Linked DNA regions of Danio rerio: region 1 is linked to region 2. Evidence: chromatin contacts called from public Micro-C data. All regions are on one chromosome and are shown on one strand. The core of a region is the stretch at or near the end of the contact, and the rest is flanking DNA. Distances in the headings are between cores, read along the strand shown.

What was found. A called contact is a pair of places that touch in the nucleus more often than the background predicts.
Region 1: a Micro-C map of caudal fin shows a contact between it and region 2, with 3 times the contacts expected there. The contact joins the promoter of cdk17 here to the promoter of lta4h in region 2. A contact is called at or near these places in 3 of 18 Hi-C or Micro-C datasets (caudal fin, hematopoietic stem cells and an unstated tissue) and 1 of 4 datasets of contacts at active chromatin or transcription factors (embryo).

Annotation. Positions count from the first base shown.
Region 1 is chr4:8,290,535-8,297,364 of GRCz12tu, reverse strand. cdk17 (cyclin dependent kinase 17) reads left to right here and starts at 1,472. Exons shown (of 17, transcript NM_001201357.1): 1 at 1,472-1,789. The region is part of intron 2 of LOC141381591 (a long non-coding RNA gene); the gene reads left to right.
Region 2 is chr4:8,152,407-8,159,443 of GRCz12tu, reverse strand. lta4h (leukotriene A4 hydrolase) reads left to right here and starts at 2,557. Exons shown (of 19, transcript NM_213286.1): 1 at 2,557-2,713; 2 at 5,612-5,742. The coding sequence starts at 2,558. All of the region lies in intron 2 of LOC141381591 (a long non-coding RNA gene), which reads left to right.

The DNA.
Region 1 (6,830 bases), core at 223-2,722, 140 kb before region 2:
CCATTTCTGCCTTTCGTTATTTCTTTTTTCCCTGGTTCAATTTAAACCATTTTAAACACATTTTAACCTGATTTAATCATTTTGTATTCTTTGTTCGGGGTTTTTAATCATTTTTTAACTCTGGTTGCTGTGATCAAGACTTTTTGGAAGGAACATTTTGATCATTTGTGGAAGTTTTGATTATTTCTTATACTTGATGTATTTGATGTTTCTTTTATTCTTGTATATGTAAAGCACTTTGAATTACTGTTGTGTAGAAAATGTGCTATAAATAATAAATCCTTGCCTTACAGGTATTTCTTTGGAAATAGAAAGTAAAAGGTCAAAAAGATATCTGTTTTCTTTTGTGCCAAAATTCATTAGAAAATCAAGTAAATATCCTGTTTTTGTATGAAGATATTATGTACATTTCCCTACTGTAAACAGATCAAAACTCAATTTCTGATTAGTAATGTGCACTGCTAAAAACATGATTTGAACAACTTTAAAGGTTGATTTTCTTGAGCCCTCAGATTCCAGATTTTCATGTGCTTGTATCTTGGCTAAATATTTTCATTTCCCAACAAACCAAAACACTTGAAAGCTTTTATATTCAGCTTTCAAATAATGTCGCCTATAAATCTCAACTTACAGCTGCAGGGTTACAAATATCTTAATCTTCTAAGGGTTATACATCATTCATTCATTAATTTTCATTTCAGCTTAGTCCCTTTATTAAGCTGGGGCACCATAGCGGAATGAAGCACCAGGAATAAACAACTCGACAGAATTAGTTTTCACTTTTTTAACACATCATTTTTAGTTTATTATATTACAGTAACAAATTTTTACAGCTGTTGACAGAAGTACAACATTTCCAAGTTCACAAGATTTACACCTAACCACTACGCCACATCACCCACAAGCGTTCATTCATTGATTTAAACTTTATTACAGACTCAAAGTCTAATTGAAATAAATAAAACAAAACAAAACCATATTCCATAACATATAAGTAGGGCCAAGGAGAATCTGCGGACATTTTTTGCTATTTCTGCTGAGAATTTTGGAAAAAATCTGCAAATTTATGCAGAATGATTTTGGGATATCATAACTAAAAACTTAATATATTAAATAAAAAAATACTTTTTAAAAGCTATTATTTAATGTTTATAATGCAAATTAATTTAGATGCACTTATTTGGTAAACAAAGCAAAAATGACAGAACATTTTATAAACTGTTTTGGTAATAATATACATTTTCATATTAAACAACAATAACATTACTGAAATCATTTAAAAACTGAATAAATATAAATTTACACACACTATTGCACAAATAGTCTCAATGATGGGCTCAAAATCTGCGGAAATCTAGTCTATGATGGGCTTACATATAAGAAACCGAACAGATACCAGCAGATAGCGCTGTTTATCAAGTCACAGCTTGCTGCGATGTTTAAATAATTGTGCGAGAAGGTTTTCCTCTTCCTCCGATGTCACCCCTAGGCGGAGGCGTCAGTAGACGGGCAGCAGCGGCACCCCTCCCGGCCTCGAGCTCCGTCACCGTGCGCTGCGCTACAGGGAAACGATCGCCATAGTGAACCGCACGCGAAGCACCTACGGACCCGTTAAACTGAGGATATCAGCGCAAGTTTGGCCGATTTAAGTGGGGTGAGGCTGTGTGTTTTTCGTCGGAAAGGCGACTTGTGTTTGTGTGTGTTGGCGGAGAGTGGAAAAGACGGCATCCGGCCTCCGAGAAGCAGGCGAGGGCAGGGACTCGCGACCGAACAACGTTTACCGTCTCTGGTGAGTTTTTCCATCCGGCGACCGTCTGCACTTTCGCGGAAGGTGGACGCGAAGCTAATGTTATGTTTGTCTGTTGCGCGTCTATCAAACAAATCCGCGATGTTTTGAGTAATCTGGTTAAATGTTGTTGAGTCGACGGTTGTTTTGTCAACAAGAGCTGAATGTTGTTTTCAAATACTGTGTGTGTTTGGTTTGGTTATAAAAGAAAAGCCAAACCGTTTTGAAGTGTTTGTTTAAGCTTTGACTAGCAACGAGTTCCACCACCTGGTTGAATAACCCATCCTGACAGGCTTTGTAGGTTTGTTTTTGTAGTTTTGTTGGTCACACTTTGCACTAATGTTTTATTAGTTGACGTATTTACTAACTTGAGCTAATAGAGAACCAGTATAGCATTTATTAATCATAGATCAACATTAAAATAATGCATTATTAAAAATAAAACTCATGAATGTTTAGTTAACTCACTTTCAGCTTGAGCCACTGTGTTTTCATTAACGTTAGTTAAGATGTAATAAACATATTGTCAATTTTAGTTAATACATTAACTAATACAATATTATTGTAAAATGTTTCTGTTTTAGTTTGCCTTTATCCTTAAAGTTGAATCATAAGACTAAAATCAGTCATCCTGTTACAATGTGTGCTTTCTGTTGAAGCAGTTATGCAGATCAATTCACTGCAAGCAAACACTGACAGACAGTTGCCTCCTTACTTAATCAAGTTGTTACAGCTAAAATGGTAATTCCCTGGAAAAGTTTCCAAAAGTTAGTGAAAGTATGTGTTGTTTTAGTTTAGATAATGGGGATTTCTATGCGCATGTTTGATATGCCTGCATCAGAAATGTTTTCAGGCGAATATAATGGATCACAGTGCAAACACCAACTAACTGTCTATTTAAATCTTTATACTCTGACTCTATATCTCATATGTTTTCTTGATTTGGACAGTGTTTTGATTTCTAATTTAAGTCAATTTAAAATATAAAATGTAGTTTGACTGCGTATGAGTGTATGTATTTAATAATTAATCATCCAAATAGGCATGTTGTTTCATTTTTTTAATATGACTGCAATGCTGAACCTAAATTTGACGTCTTTTTTTTTGTTCTCAAAAAGTAAAAGTTATATGAAGCACTTTATCTGCATTTAATATACTTTCTGTGTAAAATAGCATGTAATTGAACAGTATGAATTAATATACAGTAATGCATTTGATCAGTTACACAATAAAATTTGTAGTATTAATTAAAAACAGAACTTTTTAATATTATTGTATTACTTGTATCTATCTAGATATGGGCCGCTAAAACATTCTGACAGTATGATAACCTTATAGATAAAATATCAGGGTTTCACGGTATTGTGATTACCGCTCTGATATATGCTCTTTTTAAGTGTCTAAGTAAAAAACAACAACTTTTTCCCCCTTTGAACACAATATACTTTATTTTAGGAAACATTTGTAGTATTTTGGAGCAGTAAACATGTCAGGCTGAATAATTCAAATGAATAATAGACTTCTGCTTTCTTCGTTTGTTTTAAAAACACTGACTTTATTACAATTTAAAATGACACCTTTAGATATATGTTCTGCTACTGTTGTCCTAGAAAACTAAAGATACTTAAAAAATGTAAATCAAAAATCTTACATATACCTTAGGAACGTTATAGCAGAAATTTTTGGCGGTTTTAAAACCTTGACTTTTCCAAGCTGCAGTATACCTTGAAGACGGTTATCGTCCCATCCCTACATGTATGATATGCCTTCATCAGAAATGTTTTCAGGGGAATATAATATCACAGTGCGTACACTCTTAATATCTCATATATTTTCCTGATTTGGACAATGTTTTTATTCATAATTTGATTTAGTTATATATATACATAAATTTCCCAGAGATGTGTTGCGGCTGGAAGGGGATCCGCTGCGTAAAAACTTGCTGGATAAGTTGGTGGTTCATTCCGCTGTGGCGACCCCGGATTAATAAAGGGACTAAGCAGACAAGAAAATGAATGAATGAATACATAAAATGTAGTTTGACTGCTCATGAGTGTATATATTTAATAACTAGCGGTCAAAATAGGCATGTTGTTTAGTTTTTGCAAATATGACTGCCATGCTGAACCTAAATTTCCCCTATTTTTTCATTTTTTTTCTCAAAAAGAAAAAGCTGTTTAAAAATATAAACCACTTTACCTGCATTTAATATGCTTTCTGTGTAAAATAACACACAATTTTACAGTACGAGTCAATGAATGGTAATAAATTTAATCAGTGACACATTAGAACTTGTAGTAATAATTAGAAATAGCACTTTTTAATATTATTGCAGTACTTGCTTCTTTCGATCACATTGTTAAACAATAAACACAGCGTGAATTTACACTTGACAGCTAGTAACATGCACTGTAAATGTCATTTAAATGATTAATCACCATTTTTAAATGGGTTAATAGTTGAACCCTTGCATAACGACCAATTCATTCCTCATCCGCACATTCTCCAGTCAAACCACAGGTGACTTTGTAACCCCGGCAAATGTGATGATGGGTTTAATGAATCGTGAACGCGGACAAATGTATCTCCGCCCCTCCAGCAGAGCAAAGGGGCTTGCATTAAAATGCTTGAGTGTAGAAACCATCGATGTGGTGCCAACTTTATATGCCCTCCGTAATGCCCTGGCTATTTTGGTGTCTCGAACAGATGTAGCGAATGAGACGTGCGTGCACCGAATACCGCAAATGAGCACACATGTATGCATGGATATGAATACGTATGCATTGGATGGATGCGATTAATGGGCTGGTGGCCAATTTTGGGGGTTGCCAGCCCCAGGATGATGCCTTTCTCAATCAGGGGCTCTTGAGATGGAAATGAGGGTGCGTTCCACAACCTGGCATGCAGCTGTTACATGGATGACCCAAATCGGGGACTGTGGCTTGGCTGTTCTCAGTCTGGGATGGCTGCATGTAATATGACCCACATGGTGATGGATATATGGCTCGGTGGTGATATGATAAAAATATGACATCACGATATAAGTCATGCCATATACTGATAATGATAAATATTAGAGCTGCACGATATTGGAAAAATATGACATTTTGTTTTTCTGCAGTATGTATTGCGATATGAATACAATTTCACCAGACGACTTAAATAGCTCTATCTGAAAATAGTTTAGAATCTTAGATAGATTCTGTAGTTGAGTGCATCTGCATAAAATATAATAAACAATCTAAAAGTGAAAAAATGCGATAAATAAAACAAAACAAAAAAAACAAATTAAATAAAACGTGTTTTGCTGATTTCCGAGGAGTGTAACAGTATTCAGATACACTGTAAAACCCAATAAGTTAAGGCAACTCAAACCGTTCGAGGACACTGATTGCAACATACCATTAAAGTTCAAAAACTAATCCTAATGAGTTCTGTAAACTTAATCCATTTGAGTAAACCAGGGGTTCCCAATCTTTTCCACCTACGACCCCCAAAATGACAATGCCAGTGATTTGCGACTACCAATATTCTCTGAGGTGGTTACAAATACAGAAACCTTGCATGCAATGGCGCACACACACCAATAGACCCAAGTCTATTCTTTGTATAATTGTTTTAACATATGTGAGTGCTGTAAATTCATAAGGTCATCGAATAATCAAATGTATAAATAATTCTGCATGGTCTTCATTTTATAAATAACTCAATACAATTAATAGTTATTAAATTTAAAAACGGTACAATTTCTCAATGCTTTTAAAATTGTCATACAATCACAGGACATAAAAACCTATGCAAATGATAAATTATAATCTCTCAACGTTGCATTTATAGGCGATGTGACTATCACGATTGATATCAAAGCTAAAAACGATTTATTGTGCAGGCTTAATATATATCATGATATAGTATATATTTTTGCAAATTCAATCAAGCACATGGAAAGGAAGGATTAAAGGATTAAAAATATGTACTTAAGAATTTTCTTGTTCATATGTGATTTATTTTTTTCACTTTATGTCCTTTAAGTTCGAGGCAAATGTTTGATTATGAATGTTAAAAATATGATGCATGTTAGTAATATATAAAACACTTTTCAAAATTGAATAAATACAGGCAAAACACCAAATATTGAGTAATAATAATGCAAAAGTAAATATGTAAACAATGAAAACAGGTTCAAAGGCACTCAAAGTAAAAAAAAAAATGTTTTTTTTTTTGCACTTTTTAAGTGCCTTGTATTTAAAACTTCATTGTTTATCTTTACAAATATTGTACTTTCCTTCAAAGGAGCACAAAAATGTTTTATTGTGAGAGTTTTATTTTTATTAAATTAATTTTTTTTAAATTACCTCATTTCTCATTAAAACTGCACATTTATTTTTTAACTTTTTGTGTGCTTTGTACTTATGTACTTATGGTTTTCTTGTTTATCTTTATAAATAGCGCACTTTCCAGCTTGCGACTGTTTTGCCATGCTGTTACAAGCTGGGTTTTTATCATAGCGTAATCTTTTCAAAGTTCAGATATAATCCCAAATGCTAATTAGGTGCGTTTCCATCAAATGTTTAGAGTGGCTCTCTGTAGTATTGGTAGCCTAGCAACCAACCGTAAACAAGCCAATTTAATAGTCACGTGGGTTGAATGTTATGCATGTCAGAATTTATTCAGATGCACTTACATCTTCCATTATTCACATGAACTTTTTTAAAAGTCCAAAACCACTTCAAAGGAATGCAAAAACATTGTTCTGCGTTAAGAGATTTTATTTTAAAGTTTGTAATTTCCGTACCTTCCATATGTTTTCACTTTTAGTGTGCTTTGTACTTACGATTTCGTTGTTTATCTTTATAATTATTGTACTTTCCATCTTGTGACTTTTTTCGCCATGCTTTTACTAGCTGGGTTTCTATCATAACTTGATGGTAATCTTTTCAAAGTTCGGATATAATCCGTTTCCATCCAATTTTTAGAGTGGCTATCTATAGTATTGGTAGCCTAGCAACCAACAGTAAACAAGCCAAAGTAATAAGCTGCGTCC
Region 2 (7,037 bases), core at 1,308-3,807:
TGCTATATGTAAAAACGTTCATATATAAATCATTTTTGATAAATTTTTAAATATGTAGCATGTACTTATGACAGAATTGATCCTCTGCAGACCAGTAGAAGTAAGCCCGTGTCCCACCACAGTTTGAGAACCACTGTCTTAAAATAATAAAAGGTATACAGAAGTCTACTATAATATCTGCATGACTTAAAAACAAATCTTTGTCAGTAAGTGAGTGGCATGAGGCTCCACAGGGGGGTGGAACCATCTTCCGATTTCCTGGAGGGAAATCCACTGACAGGAAGCCGGATCCTTCAAAACACACATTCAGATGATGAGAATTCTCTCTTAACCTCTTCAACACAATTCTGTTGTATTTTAATGTGCTCTAATAGAGTGCTGATCTTAATGATTAGTCCTGAATTGATCCACTTGAGATGCTCACATGCTGGGTTTTTAAGAGGCATATGAAAACAATTATGATCTCAGAGATTCTTTATAATGTCTGTTCATAATCTGCCATCTAGTGGAGGAAAAACAAATGACAGTTAAAAAAAATCTGGCAATCTACATTAAAATAATAATAACCTAATAATAACAGAAGCTGAATTAGGGTATAGAATATATATTTAATTAATAATAATAATAAAAGATAATTTTAGTATACTATTTATATTTATCAATATGAAAATAAATCATAATAGAAGTAAAACTGTCAAAGAAAATATTGTTCATTATGATGATGGATGATGATAGAAGATTAATTGTTGTAAAGGGTGACGCGGTGGTGCAGTAGGTAGTGCTGTCGCCTCACAGCAAGAAGGTTGCTGGTTCGAGCCTCTGCTGGGTCAGTTGGGGTTTCTGTGTGGAGTTTGCATGTTCTCCCCGCGTTTGCGTGAGTTTCCTCCGGGTGCTCCGATTTCCCCCACAGTTCAAAGACATGTGGTACAGGTGAATTGGGTAAACTAAATTGTCCGTAGTGTATGAGTGTGAATGAGTGTGTATGGTTGTTTCCCAGAGATGGGTTGCAGCTGGAAGGGCATCCGCTGTGTAAAACATATGCCTGATAAATTGGCGGTTCATTCCACTGTGGCGACCCCAGATTAATAAAGGGACTAAGTCGAAAAGAAAATGAATGAATGAATAATTGTTGTAAAATGAAAACTGAATTCTATAATATAACAATGTTACAATATGACATTGTGACTTGGTAATGTTTCATTGCACCACTATTAAACTATTGTAATTCATTTATATATCTATATATATATATATTTATTACATTTCGATCTTCATTAAAATATGAGTTAATTTGTCAACTGCACCGTGAACTATCTCTTAATATGCCATCAAATATGTTTGTTTTACTTCTAAATATACCTGACAACTCCTACAAACGCTAAACTAAATGCAATTTTACTACATGTTTTTGTAAATCATGGTAAAAAGTTTAACAATATTTAAAAAAATGTATTATATTGTATTTAAAAATGTATTATATTATATATTATCTTTCTATATATAAATATAGAATATTTAATTATATGTATATTATGTATTTATTATATATTACATAAAATATTAAATCTTATATATATATATAATATATATATATATATATTTTTTTTTTATATTTGCTAAATAAACCTTATTTGATGCTTTAAAAAGCCGACACAACACATGGAACTTGTTGTTCTGTTTTGATGATTATTTTGATGATTATTTGTCATCAAAATATGATAGTTTGTACAATATGTTAATGCAATCAAAACAGTTTTGTTCTAAATATGCCTGACAACTTAGTTACATAAACTGCAATTTTACTATGTGTGTTTTGTAAATCATGTTAAAAAAGTAGCCTATAAACCTATGAGTAGCCTATAGGTAGGGCGAGACGGCATCTGTTGACATTTTTTGCTATTTCTGCGGATAATTTTGGTACAAATCTGCAGATTTCTGCAGAAATATTTTGGATGTATCATAACTAAAACCTTAATATATGAAATAAAAAAATATTTTTCAACTTTTATTCAATGTTTAAAATGCAAATCCAATTAGATCCACTTTATTTGGTAAACAAAGCAAGTCTCTCATATAATATATCAACTAAAAGACAGAAAATATTACTTTACAAACTGCATTGTACATAAATCAGATCGACATTTGCATATTAGCCAATAGCATTACTGTAATTAGTTTAAAAACTAAATAAATATCGATTTACACACATTTACTCAAGTAAATAAACTTAAATAAACTAAACAGATTCTGTGTGGGCCTACCTATAGGTCATAATATTTTACTCAGAATAGAAAACAAATGTTTATAAGAATAAAAATCTGTAATGCACTCTTTTTTTGATGCTCAAAATCCCAACATACTACATGAGCTCCGCTGTTTAGGTTTTAAACATGCACAAACACCCTCAGCCACAAGAGGACGGTAACAACTCATCGTTCTCACTGAGAAGAAAGCACAACTACAACTCCCATGATGCCGTTCACCCTGCCGGCGTCACGTGACATGCGTGTAGGTTAAAATCCATTCGCAGCGCGAGCCGAGTGCTCTCTGCTCAACCATGACTCCAGTTTCAGACCCTAGCTCCTTCTCCTCGCTCTCCAAGTGCTCTACCAAGCACTTAAACCTCATTTACCATGTCGACTTTGACAGGCATGTGCTCAAAGGGAAAGTCGCCCTGACTGTGGAGGTCCTGGAGGATAAATTCTCTTCTCTGGTACAGTTTTTTTTTCATCGGATTTATCAAAAGCTGTCATCGTGTTTGCTTGCCTTAATCAATACATCTCAAGTACACATATTGAATGAGTACGATCCAATGCACTGTATGCTTTTATGATCTATTTGTCACTTTGATAAGGTGCTAGAATCTAATCAAGTTGAGTAATAGTCAAATTAAGATCGCTAGAGTTGATTATTTAGAAATAGCCTAGTCAATCATACTAGTAATGCTAGATTGATCAGGATCGTGTTACTTATTTACACGAATGTGATACTGTAATGATAATATCAGCAGTGTAATATGATGACCTGGAGGGTTTTCGTTTTGTATTGTTTATGAATCTGATACTTTAATATGACCATCATCTTTTTGCAACAGCACGAGCAGTGATTTGATTGTTATATTGCATCTTTATCGTCATTAATGGGGTTTATTAGTCACGTACTGTGGTTTTACTGCACCTGAACTTTGAGTTTAGCATCTGCCACATTATATTGATGGACTTTTTACCTGAGTTTAACAGATTTGACTGAAGCTCTCAGATAAATGTAAAGTTTGTTTAGTTATAATTTGTTGGGTGTAAGTATTTACCAAGTAACTAATTACTATAATTATATTTCTGCTGGAAAAGTAAGGGATTGCATGTCACTTTTAGATTATTTAATTGGAGTTACCTAAATATACTTGCATTAAATACTGTATATACATTAAACAGTTGTATATAAATCAATTCAGGCACGCAGAGTAGTATATGAGTAATTGCGTGCAAATGTCAACCTTGTCATAAAAAAATTAAGTTTTCACAAAAATACGGAAGTCGTTTCTGGGTTTTTTGGGTTAGCAAGTATTTTACAGTACTTAAGAAAATAGAGGTAAAGTTGGTTTTATATTTGCACATTCAGACTTTCCCTTTAATAATATAATTTCATAAAAGTATTATTTGCAAACTCTAAATAGTGAAATCATATTAGCAGCCAATGACTATTAAAGTACAACATTGTTCACAGTCAAATAAACAGTGTAAATGTTGTTTTCAAGTCACACTTGCATGCTAATTTCAATTGAATATTCAAAGTAACATGGTAAACAATACAGAGACTTCTAAATAAACTAATGTGTGAATATAAAACCAACTTTACCTCTATCTTAAGAAATACTCAACAATGCATCTGTCAATGTTTTCAAACTATTCTATTTGATTTACCAAAGTCATACAAGTGGCAATTTCACATCTGTCACATCCATGACGGAGAGACGTCACATCCATAACGACACTTTTTCCTCATAAAAGTGAAAATGTTCAATAAAATAAACCCAATCATTGATGTTTTATAGAGAGCCAACTCTTATCCTTTTGATTATTATTGTTTCTTTTGGATTGTGCAGTTTAATTCACAGAATTTCTTCAAAGTATGTTGTATACTGTAAACCCGCAGACTTTTTTTTGTCACATCCTTAACGCATGTTTATTTTCCTAATTTAAAGTACAGAACATGTTTACAGATTAATATTTTTCTGGTCCTATAACTCTGGTCAGTTGTTCTGGAAAATATAAGCTGATGTTTAAATATATCGGTAACATACTTTCTATGTGAAATTATGTTTTGAGTTTTTACTGCAAATGTCACATCCATAACGCTGAAACTGCTCATTTATTTTGAAGAATAATTTGTGGTGACAACTGTACATGCAATTAAGAATGGATTTAATGCCAATACAGTATAAATTCAGAGAAGCAGAGTAATTATAATTTTAGAGTAGTTATGTGTTCTTTTATTATTTATACATTTTGAATATGAAGTTTGTCAACTAATGAATGTTTTACTTGTAACTAACTGCACAAGCTTCTTAAAAAAAATGTAAATGTAAAATATGTAAATATTGTAAATAAATGGATAACTTGCACTTTGGAAAATATATATATTTTCAATGTTCTTCATATTATAAGTGGAAAATAAGCAGATTTATTTCTCTTCTTAAATAAAACAACTCTTGTATATCCTGTAAATAATATATCACAAATTGACGTAAAAATAAAAAAATAAAAAAATAAATAAATAAATAATATAAAAAAAAAAAACAATCTTTCTGGAAATAATTAGAAAAGTAATTTAAATACAATTTTGTTGACATCATTTGTGAAAAGTAACTTACCCAACACAAAAAAATCTTACCGCCTTACATTTTTAAGGTAAATCAAGTGAAAATGTCGAGTGATCTCGTATATAATTTCTAGTGATCATCAGTCAAAGTGACTAAAAATGTTAAGTTAAACCTTTTATAACAACAAAAAAATTGTTTCAACCATTTTAACGTGAATATTTTTATGTTACTGCAACTTATTTTAATGTCATGAATTTGTCATCGTTTTTTACAGTTAATAAAGATAATATAATATTATATAGGCAGCATGGTGGCACAGTGGGTAGCGCTCTCGCCTCACAGCAAGAAGGTTGCTGGTTCGAGCCTCAGCTTGGCCAGATGGCATTTCTGTTTGGAGTTTCTCCCCGTGTTGGTGTGGTTTTCCTCCAGGTGCTTCGGTTTCTCCCACAAGTCCAAAGACATGTGCTATAGGTGAATTGGATAGGCTGGATAGGTAAATGGAAGTGTATGGGTGTTTCCCAGTGATGGGTTGCAGCTGGGAGGGCATCCTCTGCGTAAAACATATGCTGGATATGTTTGTGGTTCATTCCGCTGTGTTGACCCCTGATTGATAAAGGGACTAAGCCTGAAAGAAAATTTATAATATAATATAATATAATATAATATAATATAATATAATATAATATAATATAATATAATATAATATGTGATAAGTCAAAGTCATGTAATTTTAGTATTATGCAAGGAGACAGCAGGTAGTTTGTTATTAAAATTTAGTTTCTCTTTTTCTAGACCCTGGACTCTAAGGACCTGAAGATCTCTAAGGTGTCTGCGAATGGCCAAGCTGCAAAGTTTGAACTTGGAGCCAAGCATAAATTTAAGGGATCCCCTTTGGAAATCACCCTGCCTTTTGAACTCTCACGGTACTGATGCAGACTTATTGTTTCTGAAGAGATGTTTGCTTTCTTTCTCAAGCATTTCAGTTTTTTCTGATATGCAATTAATTCACTGCCAATGTGAATGTGCCTTGAGACACAACATAGACTGATAGATACTTTCAGAACAACACTAATTCCAATCCAGTGAGCTAAATCTGAATAAATCTAACGTGAGGAGTTTCTCAAAAAGAAAAAAAAAAGTTGCAAAAATAAATACTTTTTAATATAAAAAGCTGAAGCCTCTCTCATTATAAAAATATTTCGTTTGAATGTGAAATTGTAAAGACTACCAAACTAAGGATTTTATATTGAGAGTAGTTTGAAGGATCTTTTAGTTTTCTCTCCATGAAGTTTCTTGTCATATATGGACATAAAAAAATCATGTTTTTAATGTAGATTTTAATGTTAAGAAGTGTTTTTATATTGTCTCTCATTGATTTATGAAGTTGTTATTATTATGAAATGGTGATCTTTCCATTAAATAGTCACAAGTTTCTTAAATGGACAAAAAAAACTATGCAATTTAGTGTATTTAGTTTAAATGTAAGAAATATATTTTTGGTTCCTCCTTTTAAAGAATTAAATTGTATTTATTTATTTTTATTTATTTGAGCAATTAGCCATTTTCTCATTTGGCTTGTTGAAATCTACATAATTTAATGCATATTTGGGGATATCACAAGAAAAAAAACACAAGATGGAAAAATAAAAAATGTGCATAAAATCTTAGCGTGTGAGCCTAATTGAGGCAAATGGATTTGTATGTCACAAGAAGACGTGCAAATAAACAATGGAAATGTGCAGTTTCCTTGAAATATTATCATTTGTGTAATCTTGTAATACAAACCACAACGTTGAACTGCTTAAATCATTTAATTATTTATGATTAAATTCTCTAATGTGCAAAAAGAGAGGGAAAAAACAGCCAAAGTTTGATCAAAAGGGTTTTGGTTCATCTCACAGAATCCACTTACACTATTGTGCACTTAAACACCACGTATTAAACTAAATATATAATAAGTTGACAGCATTTTTTAGTTAAAATGTCTTGTGTGAAGTCACTTAAAATAATGTATTATGTAGGACAAAATAGCTACAGTTGTTTTTCTAGATGAAGCAACTTCCTGAATCATTTTTCTAGATGATTTGCACCAGTTTCTCAGTAGGAAATTAATACTTGGGCCAAAAACAGGGCTTTATTTGCTAATTATTAAAGTCATATAATTATTAAAGTCATATATATATAATAAGTCTGACGTATCGTATTATTATAATCAAAT